Regions from separate parts of the Zea mays genome. Here region 2 is linked to region 1. The links are chromatin contacts, called in public Hi-C maps. All regions are on one chromosome and are shown on one strand. The core of a region is the stretch at or near the end of the contact, and the rest is flanking DNA. Distances in the headings are between cores, read along the strand shown.

Region 1 (2,645 bases), core at 103-2,602:
CACACACACACACACACACACACACACACACACACACTTGAAGCTACAATCAAGAACTCGAGGATTTTGTGGTGCCGAACAACTGTCACTTGTTTCTATTTTCCGATCTCATGTTTCAAGATAGATGTAGTGCTAACCGACCAGCTGAGTTCATATTGACACCTCGATACATGATTGACTAGCAACTTCTTGACTAACACAAGCAACCATACGTCCTTGACTCGTTGGGGCATACATGTGAAAGGTTGACACCTCCCATCCACGCTTGTGCTGCTAAGCAACAGGACGAATCCTACCAAATGCAAGCAGAAACTGCCTGGTGGCAAGTCATTGTCATCACGAACGGCATGACGTTTATGAACACATAGGCCAAGTAATTTCCATACAATAAATCTGACAAAGACGGTTGCTTTAGTTCCCTGCCTAACCCACAGATGGCAAAAAGTATGTGATACGGAGACTGGAGGAGATACAGGAGCCCATATCATATCATTGTGCGAGGTTCGACAAAATCTTTTCAAAAAAAATCCAAGGAATGAGCGCAGATTCAAGCAATTCGTGTTTCGTCTGCACAAAATCTCTGAAGAATACACAGTTTCTCCCCAACAAAAATAGCATCATTGCCACAGCGCAGAACTCCCAAGATCCTATAAGTCAATCAACCCTATGAAACTGCGAAAATGATCCACTTTTCCCACATCCCAACATGGAAAAACCAAATGCAGGAAATAGAACAGCAACGACAGCACCAGAGGAGGTAAAAAAAAGGTCACGCAATGCCTTGACCCCCATCCCCAAGAAGAAAGAGGAGAGCCAAAGCCAGGAGATGGAGCTCACAGTCACAGATCGAGCGTGCGAGAAGGGGTGGGGGGACGGACACGGACGGACCGAGTGACTGACCTGCGGTTCTGGAACCAGACCTTGATCTGCTTGGGCTCGATGTTGCGGAGGATGGGGCAGTCCCTGATGAGGTGCTGCCGGCGCAGCGAGCTGGGCTTGGGGCACTCGCTGTAGACGCGCTCCAGTGCCTCCACCTGCTCCGGCGTGTACCGCACGTACTTGCCCGCGTCCACCTGCGGCGCGGCGCCCGGGGAGAGCCTCTCCCTGCTCGCCACCGCCGCCATCGTCGCCAGCGGACCCGCTAGTAGTGCAGGAGAGGAGAGGAAGCGGAGGCGGAGTAGCAGGCCCCCGTGCGCGCTGCCGCCATGGCCATGGCGCTGGGCGTGCTTGCGGGGGGAGTAGTGTAGGGAGTAGGGAGTAGGTGGTGGTTGTGCTCGCGTGGGATGGGAGTGGGCAGTGGTGGAGTGAGGAGGAGGAGAGGACAGTAGCAGCAGAGCTCTGGGCTTGTTTAATAGCAGTACAGTACTGCTGCTCTGCAGCAGCAATAGATGTTTTCTGGTCACTCTCTCTCTCTCTTTCATCCGGTTTTTTTATAACTTTTATGAAACCTTCGGGTTTTTTTCTATTGGCTTGTTCGCTGCGGCTTGCTGCGGCTGCAATCCGGCTGCGGCTGCGGCTTCTACAGTATTTTTCTCTCTATGGATTGCAGCTGCAGCAGTCCAAACAGCTGCAACAGTGTCGGCTTGTAGCCAGCCGAACACGCCCTATGATTTCCATTTTCCGATTCTATAGTTCGTGCCATGGAGTCGATTTTTGGCTCTTCTTCTGAATTCTTTGGTTAAACGGCGTTTGCACCTAGGCTATACTATATCATATTCCCTACTTCACTCTTATTTCAAACCCCACTCTATAAAATAAATAGTGTTTTGTAACATTATATGTATAATCTGCTAGAAACAACCGCAAGAAAGAAGAAAAAAAACTTTTTTTGTCGCATGGAGATCAAACTACGTCGGTAGCTTCATGCTAGCGAGATCGGCGCGCCGCGAACTCACCCACGGTTTGAAGTGTTCGCTCAAAGCCTGAGCACTGCTAGACGCTAGTATATACTGTTCGAAAAAACCGAAAGGTTTTGGTGAGAGTTCAGAGGATGGGTGGCAGCTTTAAACAGCACATAGAGCCCTGTCAAAGCGAGATTCTTTTGGCGCCAAGCAGTTTTTTACATCACGCTTTTTAGAAGTCTGTGTGGCTGCATGAGCATTTTATTTTCTCCTCTCTCTGGGACCAGAGCACGGCTTCTATTCTTTTCAAGATCTCGGCTCTTTCTATGGAAAAAAAACACATAATACACGTATAATAATATGATGCACGAGATGATGGTCCATTGGGGTTGAAGTTTTGTTCTCCAGTAGTTCTCTAAAAGACTTGCTAAATCAATAATTTAGGTAGATAACATGAAAACTATTCTCCAACAGTTCTCTAAATAAACTTTCTAAATTTAACAACTTATCATCTAACCTCATTTTCTCTCTACATTTGGCAACCATTTAACAACTCCCTAAACAAAAATGTTGACTGCATTATATAGTTTTTGTGACTTATTTTTTATGTGGATAAATACAAAACAAAATTACAACCTTTATTTAGAGAACTATTGGAGAACTCACATTTTTTTACTCCAAAAGTTATTTAGCAACTTCTTAAATCTGTGATTTAGAGAGCTAAAATTTACATAACTATTGGAGTTGCTCTAAGGGAGCTTCCCATCCCACACCTCCCCCCCCCCCCCCCCCCCCCCCCCGCGT
Region 2 (2,645 bases), core at 69-2,568, 530 kb after region 1:
GCATTTTTGGTTTCGAGACTGAACTGAAGCTGAAGGCACCTCACACGAGTCACTCACGACGAATGGTGATGATGACTGCGCAGCGCATCATCACGGTTCTTTTTTTTTCACGGAGGCCCAGACCAGGGGCTCTTTTGATCTGGTCCATCCATCTATTCTGATGAAGTCAAAACCTGTGGTACGGTACGACTGCTGCAGCAGCCAGGAACACATCATTTCGTCTCGATTCTCAGCTACTGTTGCGGCGGTCAAGATGGTGTGGCGGGCAGGCGGGCAGCAGGAGCCAGGAGGTGTGCCGCTGCAGCAGCCTAGGTAGTGGAAAGAAAGGCACTAGCCTAGGCACGTCGCCTCCCAGAGGCAACATGCAAGAGATCCATCCATCCATCCATGTCTTGACTTGCTGCTGGCTGCTGCACGCACTCTTGCCGCCATGGATGCATGCCTGCCTGGTGCACTCGTGGAGCTGCTAGCTGCCTGCTGCTCCACTCGTGAATCGCCGTCCTTGGAGCTCCCGCAGCAGCCAAAAACAAAAACAAAGCATTGCTGTGCTGCTCTCTTTTCCTTGATCCTGTTGCGGTGCTGTGCTGTGCTGCTGCCACCAATGACCAAAGCAAAACCCACATCATATTTGCTGCTGTCTCTTGCGATGATGCAACGCCAACGCAGGCCTGCCGCTAGATCGAGTGGGGTTCCCAACATGGGTGGTATAGTACTACTCCAACGAGCTACTGCACTTTTGCAGGTCTTCCCGATGACCTCTTGCGTTGTATGCATGGATTGCGAGCAAGCCAAAGGAAAGAAAAAAAAACACTACTTGCACACTCCAGCAGCTGCGCCTGTTTGTCTTTCTTTCTGTCTGTCCGTCTTTCTTTCTTTTGAAATGTGCAGTTGGCGCCAACATCTACTCATCTAGCTACCTACAGCACACCCAGGAGCTAGGAGGAGGAGACAAGGACGACAAAAGCGGAATTCCCTTGGCAAATCAGCAACCCCGAGAGGGAATCCATCACCATCAGCACGCTTAACAGACCACACGAGCATTTTGCTTGCATGTCCTCTAATTAGGAGCAGAGTTTAGTATTTTTTTTTTCTTTTGGGTCCGCAAGAAGCTTAAAGCAAGGGCGTCGTTGGGTTGTGGGCTTTGGAGCCTTCTCCCCTCCCGCTTTCCTCGTGGCCTTTTCTCGGGCGTGCAATCAATGCGTCGGAGCGAGCGTGCTTGCTTGTGAGGGGGTGCATGCGGATGACGGAGCTCGCTGGCATTCTCTCTTATTACTACTACTACTACCTGTCAAGCTCAACAAGTCAAAAGGCTTTGCATGTCCCCACCCAACCCAAAGTTCATTTTCGTTTTTAAGCTGCGCTAGTAGCTGCTGCTGGTGGTTCGAAGTTCATTCAGAGAGAGCGCGAGAGGGGGTGTGGCTGTCTATGGCGTACGAGAGGATACACGAAGCTCCTCAGGTAATGGCCGCCGGACCAGGCACCGGCCTCCTCCCCCCATCATCGCTTGCTGCAGTTCTTCCATTTCTTTTGCTCAGGTCATCTTTGACCAATTTAAAGACCTGCTACTGCTGGACAGCAGTGCGGAGGTCTACTAGTATATGAATTCACATCACCTCGATGTTGTTCTTGTGTGACGGCTCGGATCGGTGGATTCTGGACGCAGATGGTGGCCATCTCGCCAACCAGGCTCAGGATGAAGCTGCTGGGCTCCAATCACAAGGACGACCCCACTCGCAAGACGCTGCAGGCGTCGAGGCTCGACGACGATGACCACCCCAACAACAGCCTCCTGCCGCAAGAGCTCGACGAAGGTGCGTGCGTTGCCCGGACCCCCTGGCACTCCATTCCATCGTCGTGGCATCGTCCCGCAACCGCAACCACCCCACGTTGTTCGGTGAGTGAAGTGAGCGATTCGATCGGCTGCCCTGCAGAGTACCCCAAGGACCACCGCTCCGACTCTTCCCGGTCGCGGTCCGACGCCAGCCACGACAGGATCAGTGGCAGCGACGACGACAGCGGCACCAACTTTGAGTTCTGCAAGGACGAGAGGGCGGCCCTGCCGGCTTCGGCGGCGCCCGGACCGTTCTTCCGGCAGCAGGTGCCGTCCAAGTGGAACGACGCGGAGAAGTGGATCGCGGGGCGCCACCACCGCCACGTCGTGCACTCCAACCCTGTCTTCTCCAAGAAGCCCGCGGCGGGCGCGCCCACCGAGCTGTCGTCTAATAGGTCCTCGCACAAGAAGCCCCGCTTCTCGCCGGCGGCCGTGTCGACGCGGGACGTCGGGACGGAGATGACGCCCGCCGCGAGCCAGGAGCAGTCGCGCAGCGGCACCCCCGCCGGCGCCGCCACGCCGGCGCTCAGCCCGCTCTGCTCGGCGCCGTCCAGCCCGCGGCGCGGCGGCTCCTCGTCCGTGCCGGAGCGGGAGCTCCGGCTCCGGACGCGGCGGGAGATCGCTGCGCTCGGCCTGCAGCTCGGCAAGATGAGCATCGCGTCGTGGGCCAGCAAGGAGGAGGGTCTCCTCGCCGCCGCGTCGCCGGAGAAGGACAAGCGCTACGCGGCCGTCGACACGGTGGTCAGGAGCAAGGCGTTCGAAGCTCGCGCCGCCGCGTGGGAGGAGTCCAACAAGTGTAAACTCGCGGCAAGGT

What was found. Hi-C and Micro-C count contacts between places; a contact is called where the count stands out from the background.
Region 2: a Hi-C map of ear shows a contact between it and region 1, with 3 times the contacts expected there. The contact joins the promoter of LOC100284430 here to the promoter of LOC100274567 in region 1. A contact is called at or near these places in 3 of 25 Hi-C or Micro-C datasets (bundle sheath, ear and tassel).

Annotation. Positions count from the first base shown.
Region 1 is chr3:124,690,301-124,692,945 of Zm-B73-REFERENCE-NAM-5.0, forward strand. LOC100274567 reads right to left here and starts at 1,353. Exons shown (of 18, transcript NM_001148922.2): 1 at 901-1,353. The coding sequence starts at 1,124.
Region 2 is chr3:125,218,243-125,220,887 of Zm-B73-REFERENCE-NAM-5.0, forward strand. LOC100284430 reads left to right here and starts at 1,319. Exons shown (of 5, transcript NM_001157325.2): 1 at 1,319-1,458; 2 at 1,664-1,811; 3 at 1,932-2,643. The coding sequence starts at 1,426.